Linked DNA regions of Mus musculus: all the other regions are linked to region 2. A link is a contact called in public Hi-C and Micro-C data. All regions are on one chromosome and are shown on one strand. Each heading gives the region's core, a stretch centred on a gene start, on an enhancer-like site or on the middle of the called end of the contact. The rest is flanking DNA. Distances are from core to core; before and after follow the strand shown. Region 1 has its middle 59 kb from the start of Gm25633. Region 2 has its middle 9.1 kb from the start of Gm25633. Region 3 has its middle 98 kb from the start of Gm25633.

Region 1 (4,188 bases), core at 922-3,421, 68 kb after region 2:
CTGACAGGCAGAATGTCACAGAGCAAAAGACAGGAAATGAGTGAATTTGTTCCACCAGACTCTGTTAGGCCTGCTCACATACTGCATTTACATCTCATTCTATGATCTAGAGATGCAGAGACACCTATGTTATTGAGATCTAAAGGGAAGATCAACAGTGGTGGTAATGGATTTCAGAATAAGAGTCCAACTCAAGTCTCCCTGGCATTAAAGCCTATTGCCATTTTGTTCAATATGCTTTCCTAAAAATTAAGATTCTCTTTAGTAATGAATAAGATGTTATATGAAGCTTTAACATAAATATTTTAGCAGCAGGGATGCTCTTGTTAAAGAACTAAGCTTCTGTAGGCCTGAAGGTTCTATTGGAACCCCAGAGCTTCAAGGAATCCACATTGAGAAGCATCGTATCCAGTCCTTTCTGTTTCTTCAGATAGGTACCAAGGTAGCACCTGTGATGTGGGAGTTTGCATCTAGGCTAATCATGTGAAGAAAGTGATGGCCTAGATGGTCGTACCCCAGAAGGTGCATAAAGCAGGCATGAAGCTCAGCTTAAGCCTATGTCCTCTATGGTCTCTCTCTTACTCAAGAGAGAAACTGGGTATTATGGGCCTGCATCCTTGGGACCCAGGCTTTTCCTAGTTGATAACTGTCTCTCTTCTCCTTGGCACAAATTGGCTCTGTCAGTCTGGGAAGCAATCAATTTTCAGTAGAACATCCAGCATCCATAATCTGTAAGACATATTTGAGGACTCCTGCCTGAGTCTCATTGGCCAAATGACCCAGGAGGTCTAGAGGGGCAGCACCACTGACTTCTTGCCCAGACCTAGATATATACAACCAGTTGCTGACCCAGATGGGGTAAACAATCAGTTGCTAACCTCCATACTCAGATCCCAGCACACAATCAGTTGTAGCTGCAGGTGGGCTGATTCGAAGATCTGGTTAGTGAAGGATGGGTTTAAGAGTTTATAGTCTGGAGTCAAGAAAAGTGGGTTATAATAATTCTGCCTCTAGAGAAATTAAGTTAAAATGTCCTTTCATATTCCTAAGCCTGAAAGCTCTAAGCTGCAAACATGGGGACTCAACAGGATCTTACAACAGGGTGATACAGGTCTAAAATAGAGCAGTGCCTATCTGGGACCTGACACATTGTAAGAACTTCACATTGGTTGGTCACTGTTGCTAAGGTTGTTGTTCCTATCATTACCTAACCAGGCAGGATTAGGAGTCAGAAATAAGCCAGAGTAATAATTAAAGAGCAGAAAGCTACATAGGACCCAGTTATAATATTTAAATTAATTTAACAATAATTAGTGTAATTATTCAAATTTTATTAGGGAATGCCACGCTGGGGCTTACTCTCCCAGTGGAGATACCAAGTAGCTGGACATTTTGTACTTGGACACAAGGAAAAGCTAAGTAGACCTCTCTGTAGACAGAGGTGAGCCATGGCGACAGATAAATCTCATTAAGATAGAGGAAGAGGGGGAGGAATTAAAGAAAGGGTTCAAAGAGGACTCTCCTCTCTTAGCCAAGAGGAGACACCTGTAAAAAAGAAGCTAAGAAGAAATAACCAACATGGGAGAAGGAAAGTCTAGGGTTCTCAAGGCCAGGGAGAGAGGAGTCAAGAATGAGGGGTGGGCTCGTGTTGAATGCTTTGTTGGCCGAGCATCTGACACTGAGGTTGTTGGACCTACATGGGACCAGCTTTATGCGGGGAACAGGCACTGAAGCCTGATTTGGGCTGGTGGATATAGAGAAGATGAGGAGGAGTCGATGTCCATTATTAGCACTGAGCATGCTTTTCCGGTGGTTTTTTTTTTTTTTTTTAATGAGACCTCTCTATGGGGATTAGAATAATTGTGCGTTCTGATGATAAACACAATGCTAGGAAGGGAAAAAGAGGGCCCTCCTCAGAGGGTGCACTGGGAGTACATCTGGGAGTGGATTTCATTACGTGGGAAGATAGGACTTAAAAGTCTGCGGAAGTGGCTTTCCCTGTAATGCCTGATGCAGCTAGTATCAAGGTAATGGAGCACTGGACACAACTTTCTCTGCCATGTACTGTGCTGCACAATCATTGTCTCACGTCACACAGGGACTGTCCAGACCCCTGGGACACTTGCCTGCCCAGGCAAGCTTGGGGCGACGCCCAGTCTGGTCTTACTGCCAAGTGCCATGGGACAGGTGGCCTGGGATGAATCAGACAGCTAATTAGTACTCTGTCCCCGCCTAAAAGGAGCCAGAGACGTATAAATTGCTCCCAAGAGGGAAGAAAAGAGGCAGAGAAAAAGGGAGGTAGGGAAATCAACAGAGGTTACATCAGAAAACAACATCATCCAAACAGCCTCACATCCCAAGCCGGCGTGTCTTCCCCAGCACAGTTGCAGAGGTGGCTGGCACCCCAAGGGCCCTGAGATAAGGCACCTTGACATCTGTGCCTCATTATTAGAGTGAAGTGCCACCTCCCTGCCCAAGTGTGGCTGGAGATTACTGTCTCATATCTCCACTGTTTCTGGTCACATAACTCTGAAAATTTATTATAGAAGGTTCAACACTCCACTTGCTCCTCAGCAAACCCATGTTTTCCCCCTAGTAAGAATCCCACCAAAGCAGTAGCCAATTCAGTATCAGCCTCAAGGAGGAAGAGAACAGTGGAAAGCAATGTCTCAGAGCATTGGTAAGGAAAAGGCTACCCAGTTGTGGTTTAATCATGGATCAGACACTAATGTCTTGCCTGCCTCTGAGGGGATCAATCAATTTCCTTTTGAGGGACTTGGGAACATGAAAGGTCCAACTACCTACATTTCTGACATTGAAGAATCCACGACTCCTAAAACATAACTTTTATGTTCCTGTCCTTGCATCCTAACTTTTGAGTATAGCATTGCTGCTGATCTCGGTTCTGTGTGGGCCGACATAGTGAGAGAGAAACTGGAGGTGGGAAGAAGAGTGAAGTAATTATTCATTTGAGAGGCAGGGAAGGAAGTCTTAAGTCTGTAATTAAAGATGACTGCCCACATGAGCACGTCCAGTGCCCAGATCTTGGCTTTCAGTGTAATTCTCTAATAAAAATACTCAGTGGTCCCTGGAGAAATAGCTCATTCGAGGATTGAGGTATGATGAGTACTAGAAAAGCTGACAGCATCGTAAGGTGTCCGAAAATATGGGGCGTGCACACACACACAAACAAACAGACACACCGGTGAGGGTATGATGTCACAGGGCTGTAACTGAGCAAAGTTGGGAGATTTGGGAGAAGTAAAGAAATATTTTATCAACAACCAAGGTATGAGGTAAATATTCATGAGTCTCTGTTGGCATAAGTAAAATGATTGAATGAATATGTACATACATTTCCTTGAATGGAGAAGAGGCAGGGCTCTTGTGCATAAGACTATCTAGACATTTATGGGAATATGTTGCCTTCAATAGTATATCTTTCTACTCTGTGATTGTGGGCTTCAGATGGTAAATGCCTCTAAAAAAGTATAGAATGAAAAGAAGAACTAAAAAGTGACTTTACAGGCTAGAACTTGGTAAAAGCCTACCTCACATGGGTGACCAACATCAACATTAGCCATGTCATTCACGTTGACATCGTGCAGTCTTGATATGAAATGATGGCAAGGGCACATTACCTCTGTGGTCTTATGCCCACCAAACCATAATCCCATTGAGAACCAAGAGATTTAGCCTACTGAGTAGCATCCTACCAACAACACCTTATCAGGTATTCATGGGCTGCTTGCAGCCCATGATCAGTTATGAATATAGCCCAACATAAAAATGTAAATTTACTTAAAAACATATTTTGCGATTGCTTTTGGAACTCAGATGTGCAGTTCTTACGCATAAGCTTTTTAGCTGACAAACGATGGCATCATCCCACATTGATAAAAGGTTAGTCACACCTGATAGAATTCCTCAAAATGGTCAAAGTGAGCTTAGTCAATAAAGCGCTTACCTAACAAGCATGAGGAGATGGGTTCAATCCCCAGAGCCCATGTTGAAAATCCAGATGTAGTGCTGCGCATTTGTAATTCCAGCACTAGGGCTGGAGCAAAGCAGCCCTGCAGGGCTCACCAGCCTGCCTAGCCTCATGGGTGAGCTCCAGGCCAGTGAGAGACGTTGTTTCAAAAATAAGTGCTTGCTGTATCAACATGAGGGTCTGAATTCAGATGCCAA
Region 2 (3,856 bases), core at 247-2,746:
TATATTCCAAATACAAACAAATACCAAAGACTTTTAATCTTTATTACATTTTATTAAGCTAAAATAATCAGGCTTTTTTTCCCCCTTAGATCTGAGCATGGCTTTTGGCCTTTGTGCAAGTGAATAATTGAAATGAATGCAAACACAATGTAATAGCAAGATGGTGTCCAAGAACTTCTCAGGACTGTGAGTGTGTATACGAAGTAGGTAGATAGATAGATAGATAGATAGATAGATAGATAGATAGATAGATAGATAGATAGATAATAGATAGAAAGATAAATAGTAGATAGATGATAAATGGTAGATAGATAATAGAAAGACAAATAGTAGATGATAGATGAATGATAGATGATAGATAGAAAGATAGATGATAGGTAGATAGATAGTAGATAGATAGATAATAGATAGAAAGATAAATAGTAGATAGATGATAAATGATAGATAGATAATAGATAGAAAGACAAATAGTAGATGATAAATGAATGATAGATGATAGAAAGATAGATGATAGATATATAGATAGTAGATAGATAGATAGATAGATAGTAGATAGAACTTTTTCTAGTTAAGTGTTTGCACTATTGGTAATTTATTAAATATTGTTCATTTTGGTTTTGTAAATTTATGTCTTCATATAGCTCAGGTATGCCTGCAATATCTTGCAATCCTGCAAGGTCTCGTGGGAGTTGAGATTCGTGGCGATGTTCTGCTGTTTGCTGCAGTTGAGTGTAGCCTATAGTGTTGAGCTGTGGATGAATTAACGGTCTGTGAAGAAAAACATCAGGTTCATTTACGATCACTTCTTTTTTAAGCTGAGGAGGAGGTTTGCACTGATCTTTTTTCATGTTTTTTCTTCTTCCTGTCACCCCTCCCACCTCAGAATGGAACAAGGACCCCGCACTGCCTGGGGTACTGGGTCTCAATACACTTTTCTGTGCTTCATTCTCTTCCCATCAAACTACCGCTAATTTCTCACTGTGTTCTGGCTTAGATTCTCCATTAAGGTCAAATTGTCCCCTCCTGCTCCTCCACACATGCCCTGCTCATTCATTCAGTTCCTGAAAAGGGCATTTATTGAATATTTGTTTTGTGGGCCAGGCTGGAAGGTAGAGCCTGAAGAGAAAATAGTGTGCAGTTTTTGTCTTCATGGAGCTTGGAGTCCAGGGTGTGAGGATGGAAAGACAGCCCATAATCAAATAATCACAGTAATGCACTGCATACCCAGGAGGGCCTAAGAAGGAAATCACTGTGCGTGTGTGTGTTTGGGGATGGAATGTGCATTGATGGAGAGGTCAAGGACAGAGTCTCAGAGGCCAGCTGGGCTGCTCATTGGGCATTTGCCAAGTGAACAAGTGGGGAGAGGGTATTTTGAGCAGAGGGAACATTCTGTACAAAGGAATGTTGTATCGGCTCATATTGCTAGTCTGTGGCTGCTAAACTCTGATTCATCCTCCTTTCAGACAAGCAACATAGTTCTTTAAGTCTAAGAGGAAACTTAGAGATGATTCAGCCCGTCCCCCTCACTTCACAGATGTGAAACCTGAGCTCTAATGTACTGAGCTATGATGGATCCAGCTTTGACCCATGGCCAATACCCCAGCAGGAATGTTCGAGCCATTCAACATATTGAGCACCAACCGGGGGGCGGGGGTAGATAGCATGAACGGTGCGCCAGCGAACTGCATCTAGACTGCTTTTCTTCCTGCGGGAATGTGTGTCTCTATGGACATAGCCAGAGATTAAAAGCAGTTCCGTGTCAGAGGATCTAAGTAGGTCTTGACACTCTGCCTGGTGACCTTGAAAAGGTTACCCTTGCTCACTGATCCTAAGTTTCCTGTTATGTGAGTCAGCATACTAATTGGACCTTCTTCATGGGTTTGTTATAAGGATTAAGTGTGATAACATTTGCAAGGCACGGGCACTCAATAAATCCCAGGGTTCGGTAATAAAGCTTTAATACGGTACAGGGAAGTTAAGAGATGGCGGAGCCCATAGTCAAATTAAAAAGAGTTGTATGACTAATTAATTAACATTTCAATTCCAAGGTCTTTACCTGATCAAAAATTAGCATATAATTCCTTGAGAATCCCAGTTCTTTCAACCCTGTGTCAGGCCAAATTTAAATGGAGAGTCTTTCCCCCCTAAGGTCCAGTAACCTCCCACACTCTAATGAATGCTAATTACTCTATTAGTATCATGCAATCTTTAAAACTGATAGGTCTGAATTGTGTCCTAGAAATCAAGTGTTCCAGAAGAAAAGGGAGCTTCCTGATCGTATGTGTTACACTCTCCAGCCATTTGTCTTGAGATTCGTGTCACTAGGATCTGTGGGAAACTGTGAGATCCCACTATCGTGGGACCCACTATGGTGTCCCACTATTTGAAGCAATGTGAAGGAAAAGATAGCTTCCATACTACTAAGAGGAACACGAATGAACAAAGAAGATGGGTGATAGCTGTGGTTTTAGGTAAAACAAAACAAAACAAAACAAAACAACAACCGCAACAAAAAACTTGAAAATATCATCCTTCAAGAGGGATGGGCTGTTCTCTAGGTAGCCAATGCTTCCCGGCATTGGTGGTTCCAGAAGATGTGAGATCCACTATCTTCATTCTGTAGATGAGACATTTGACACAGCTGGAAAGCAGACTGAGTCTGGTACTTCTTCTATACTATATACTATATACTATGTACTATGTACTATGTACTATGTACTATGTACTTTATACTATATACTATGTACTATGTACTTTATACCATATACTATGTACTATGAACTCTGTACTTTGTACTATATACTATATACTTTAAACTATACACTATATTATATACAATATATATATATTTATATTATACTAATCAGCCATCTAAATGTGCGTATTGGTCACCTACTATATATTCATTCTCAAGTCCCAGTGCTAGCTATCCAATAGTCAATAAAACCAAGATGTGTCTGTCTTAGATGTGACTGTGCTCTAGAGGACTGGCTGTCAAATCCTTCCCTGAGGTGAGTCAATATTGAAATCAGGGCAATAAAATTAGTCTTTCCCTTATGTGTGCTTCCAGGTCAGGAGAACATGAAGCTTCATTCATACAGAATGAATGTCACATTTCTCCTTATGAAAGTTAGGTAATAAATGTAGTTCTGAGTGCAATACATGGAATAAAAAAGAGCTGTGGATGCTGGGCAAGTATCCGCTGAAGCCACAGCTGTAATGCTCAAATCATCAAAACCCTTCAAGACAAAGTTACAGGGCATGACTTAGACATTTGCCTGGTTTTTATTGAATGTGCTCTGCAGGTCTAGCCCCCCCCCACCACCACCACCACCACCCCAACCTTTGACTCTGTGACTATCCCTGGTTTGAGTTTGGGTTTGAACAGCTGCCCAGCCCATCCACAGCAAATCAGTGTGGCGCTTGAGGAATAACTCATGGGCAGGCATTTAAGAGCTTGCACATCCTTCGTAGACTAGAAACAGAGAGAAGTAAGATTCCATAGCAACAACATGTCACTCTAAATCATGACTGCCATTTCATGAACAAAACGAGGATCAAAATAGAAAATATGCAGAGTGGGACCAGCTTAGAGGAGAGGGTTGACTATCTGGGGGGAATTCAGTCACCTGGGCTTGCTTATTTTTCCTAGGTAAGCTGTTAGCTTCCAAAAGTAGGATGGCTTGTTATTTGTAACTTCTTCAGTTTTAAAAATGAAAAATGAAAAAAAAGTCTCCCTTTCCATGTTCCCTGCATCAGATATCAGAGTAGATGGAAACTGTCAGCTTGTGTTTAAAGTAAGGGAAGCTGAACGCTGCCATTGAAAACCTTGGCTGATTTGATTAAGGTTTTGCTT
Region 3 (3,886 bases), core at 571-3,070, 110 kb after region 2:
GAGGCTGGAATGGTAGGGATGGAATGTCTGCAGCTGAGAACTATAAATCTGTAAGCTTTCAAGAGGACAAAGCTTTGTGCAGAAGGGCCAGTGGGGTGCTGGAGGAGGCTCAGGGCATTCCCTCCTAGAGGGAAGGAGCTGGGGGCAGGGAAAGAGAGAGCTTTGCACACAGCAGAGACTGTCTGAGTGGAGAGGAGTAATCGCAGGTTCTATGAGATCCTGGGATTTGGATTTCTCCACTCCTTTTCAAATCCGATTTCCCTACCCACTTTCTCACCAACAGAGCACCCACATGGGTCAAGGTCAATGGACACTGTGAGGAAGGAGGTGGCATTGCTGTACAAAGTGAGGGGAAGACAGGACAAGAGGCAAGGCCTCTCCATGATAGCTAACTAAGTCTCAGGGAGAAATCACACATGGAAATTCCAGACCCACAGGAACCAGGCAGGTCAGTCTCCTATGGGTTTCATGGGCTAAGGTTCCGGCTTGGGTTAAGTCCCTGCTGTGCCCGAAGAGACCAGAGGGATGTCTTGTCTCTGGGCCTTCTGCAGCCTGCCAGTCCTCGCTCTGGGTGATTTGATTTGTGCTGTGAAGAGTACAAATGCCCCCTGGGATCAGAGTGGTTGATTCTGGACTCCTTCCACTGGGTCATTTTACTGACTGGCTATTCATCTGGGTTCAGTGAGAGAAGGGAGGACAGAGGAAGAAGGCTTGACTGCCATTAACTCCTTCATTGCTGGCCAGTCCTCTGCCTGCTCATTAGAAGAGCTCACTTCCAGTCCTTTGGAGGTGCATCCCACCCACCCTGCCTTGACTCTGGCACCTGTGGAGGAGGTAGGTCCCAGTTGCTTTGCCATGGTCTACTAGCGTGGTCTCAAGCGTCCAAGCAATGGCCTTCATCAGCTTCTCCGCTGCCTTGCATTCGTCTGACACTGAATAGGCAGGTTATAAAAAAGACAAATGGTCTGTGGAGAAAAATCTCTCTATGCCAGGAGAAGAAGTAGACAGAAACAAATAGAAGGAGCTTCCTTCTAGCACTGTGGCACTTCCTTTCCATTCCAGGGACCAAATAGCCTGCTTTAAACCAGAGCATCTTCCCAAGATGCAGGTGGATCAAAGGAAACTGTAGGGGGAGCTTCCAGCCAAGCCAGGGGACATATGCTATTATACTTGGGGATGGGGTCAGGTATGGGCAATGCCTCTAATGCTGCCCAAGGACATTGACTCTCAGGCATGGGAAAAAGATGATAGGAAGTGTCCCTGTGCCTCTAACTTGGCCTCAAGGACCCTGTAGCCCTCTACCATGTGAGGCCTCCAGGAGCCAAGCCACCTGCTTTCATAGATGACAGCTCACAGAGAAATAACTTGTTCCTATGGGAAGTGGTGATCAATGGCTCAAATTAAATCCCAGAAAAGCTTTTCTTCTTGTCTGACACTTTATAGTTTCTCAGCTTATCTCTTCCCGGGATGGCTGTATAGGCCAGATGATAACGACCTGAACAGCCTAGAAAAACATGAGTTCACTGAGGATTTAAGGTGTGAATTAGCTCTTAGATGGGCTGAGAGTGGGGAATTCTACTTCATAACACCCAACCTTCCAGCAAAATCCTGTGTGGGCAACTCTTCAGTGTCTCCACCCAGCCCCTGGCCCTGTTTAATGCTTAAGCATCCTGGGTTAATAAGTGCTTTTCAGTCACCAAGCCTCATTGAAATGCCTTCAGCCTCTGAGTCACTCCATCTCTCCCATCTGCATTCCCCTTAACTGAATTATCTCTGCATGAGTAACAGAGGTCTGTCTGGGCCCTGGACTGTCTGCTCCCCAGATTTGATAGCAACAGATTCTTGAATAGTCCCACCCACCCCGGTCATGCCTCTCCCTCCACAACACAGTCCCAGAGTCCTCCAGAAGAGGTCCAGCGGTCTTTAATGATCCACCTACAGCCTGGCTGGGCTGAGAGCCAGGATCAGAGAGGCCAGCTCTGTTCTTGGCAGGAAATGAGGGGCCGCTATAGAAATGCCACCCAGGCTGGAAACAAGATCTATGGAATAGCGGCTCTGAGTGGGTGAAGTGCTGGAGAGCAAAGGGTAAACCATGGTGCCCTGGTCTGTGGCCCTTGCCCACAGAATCTGCAGAGATCTGCATTTCAAGGCACCAGACTGGGTAGATTCAGGCCAGGGAAACTTGTTCTTTGCCTGTCAATTTAAAACTTCGGTCACCTCTGGATCACCTTGAAAGGGCCCAGTGTTTAAAGACTGTCTCCCAGAATTTAATTCAAAAGTTGGAATCAGCAAGTTAAAGGTAGGATCTGAGAATCAGTCTTTAGAACAGGCCTTCCCAGTAAGGAGAGGACTTTAGGACATATGTCTAGTGATTCAGACAAGAAAGCTAATAGAGTCACTGTAACTCTTTCACATAGGCAAGTAGGATCGCTCTATATTTCCTAACCTTGAAAGTTAGATAACTCCATGGAGCTGCCTCTCCTCTATAAACCCATTCAAGTCATTAGAGACATTTTCTAACAGGCAGGCTATTAGATCCCAATACAGCTATGTGTAGCTATGTGTGAACCTTGAGTTCATATAACACACATTCTGTGTCAGGTTTTCTACTATCTCCTTTAACCTGAACAACAGTTTTTGAGGTGTGTTATATTATTAATCCAGCCAGCACAGGATGAAACCGAGGCCTAATGAGGTAAAAATAACTCCTGCTAAGGTCATAAAGATAAAGGATTAACCCAGGATTCAGGCTCAGCATAGCAACTGTTGGAAGTGGATTCCAAAGAAGAGGTGGAATTCTTGCCCCTTTTAATGAAACTGCAGGGTGAGTTTCCAGCCAAGCAAGGGAACATGAGCTATTATAGCCGGGGTCCTGGGGGTGGAAGTGGGGTGGTGGCGGGGGACAACCCACCCAATGTTACCCTTGGACACTGACTCTCAGGTGTGGGGAAAGGATGCAAGTATGTCTTTGACTTGGCCCTTTTTATTTCCGCACCCCATTCCTGGTACCAACTTCAGATTAGTTGCTTTTCTGTTTTTGTGATAAAACAGTAGGAAGTGTCCCTGGGTCTCAGACTTGGCCCTAGTACCTCAGGCCTGTGAATTAAACATGCAAAAGGGACATTAACAGGAGGAAATAACAACACGGGCTATTTATACATATGATTTACATGTACCATGGGAGATCTCAGATAAGTTACTCAAAGGGCTAGTTAGATTGGAGGATCATCTTAGCAAAGACAGAAAAAATATGGCAAGAGACAAGAAAACAGAATGGGGTGGGCTGGCTTACAGGAAAGGACTTGAAGCCAGGTGACTTTTGAGGAGCCTAATGATAGTGCTTTGAACGTTTGACTTACGAAGACTGGACACAGTGTCATCAGCACAAGCTTTCTCATCCCTGGAGTAGCTTTCGTGTGTATCTACAAATGTTATTCTCCTGGTAAACACACACACACACACACACACACACACACACACACACACTCTGTTTCTAGCAGATGATGTGAGAGCAGCAAACTCTTTCTGCATTCCTTGTATCTAAGTTGACTTCAGTGGCATATTTTGTGGTAGTGAATTCTGGGCCTCTCTTCCCTAGCTAGTCTATCTTAGAGCCCAGCTGCTTCAGGTGGCCGCCAAGGCTTCAGCTGTTATCAGTCAGTCATGATGGTCAGCTTCTGACAGATCTGCAGTGGAGGGATGGACTTAAGCAGGTGTTACCAGCCTGGATACAAAAGGGCAGAAAGCTATGTGAGATTCTGAGTGGAACACTGTCTTGAGAGTCAGGGTGGGCTTCAAGTTTCTGGGTAAATTTGAACTCAAGCAAGTCATTTTCCTCCGAGGCCTTGGTTCTAGCCTTGTCTTAAGAGGGTATTAAGTGGGGAGA

Evidence for each region. Hi-C and Micro-C count contacts between places; a contact is called where the count stands out from the background.
Region 1: a Micro-C map of muscle stem cells shows a contact between it and region 2, with 2.8 times the contacts expected there. The contact joins two enhancer-like sites. A contact is called at or near these places in 4 of 39 promoter capture datasets (the 3T3-L1 cell line, frontonasal cranial neural crest and hippocampal neurons), 8 of 484 Hi-C or Micro-C datasets (the Patski cell line, cortical glia, frontal cortex and 5 more), 1 of 115 datasets of contacts at active chromatin or transcription factors (embryonic stem cells) and 1 of 9 other capture datasets (pancreatic islet).
Region 3: a Hi-C map of myocytes shows a contact between it and region 2, with 4 times the contacts expected there. The contact joins two enhancer-like sites. A contact is called at or near these places in 9 of 39 promoter capture datasets (the 3T3-L1 cell line, embryonic stem cells, frontonasal cranial neural crest and 2 more), 27 of 484 Hi-C or Micro-C datasets (the AML12 cell line, the C2C12 cell line, the HL-1 cell line and 14 more), 3 of 115 datasets of contacts at active chromatin or transcription factors (embryonic fibroblasts, embryonic stem cells and stem cell-derived stembryo) and 1 of 9 other capture datasets (pancreatic islet).

What each region holds. Positions count from the first base shown.
Region 1 is chr9:49,882,765-49,886,952 of GRCm38.p6, forward strand. No RefSeq gene overlaps it. Among named protein-coding and RNA genes, the nearest start is that of Gm25633, 59 kb to the left of the region's middle. Within about 2 kb of position 2,172, at least 20 of the 459 cell types and tissues checked have an H3K27ac peak or open chromatin away from gene starts, as enhancers often do. A contact at or near this core is called in muscle stem cells and myocytes, where this site is marked.
Region 2 is chr9:49,814,940-49,818,795 of GRCm38.p6, forward strand. No RefSeq gene overlaps it. Among named protein-coding and RNA genes, the nearest start is that of Gm25633, 9.1 kb to the right of the region's middle. Within about 2 kb of position 1,497, at least 40 of the 459 cell types and tissues checked have an H3K27ac peak or open chromatin away from gene starts, as enhancers often do. A contact at or near this core is called in the C2C12 cell line, the NIH/3T3 cell line, adipose-derived mesenchymal stem cells and 3 more, where this site is marked.
Region 3 is chr9:49,922,336-49,926,221 of GRCm38.p6, forward strand. No RefSeq gene overlaps it. Among named protein-coding and RNA genes, the nearest start is that of Gm25633, 98 kb to the left of the region's middle. Within about 2 kb of position 1,821, at least 73 of the 459 cell types and tissues checked have an H3K27ac peak or open chromatin away from gene starts, as enhancers often do. A contact at or near this core is called in the C2C12 cell line, the NIH/3T3 cell line, adipose-derived mesenchymal stem cells and 3 more, where this site is marked.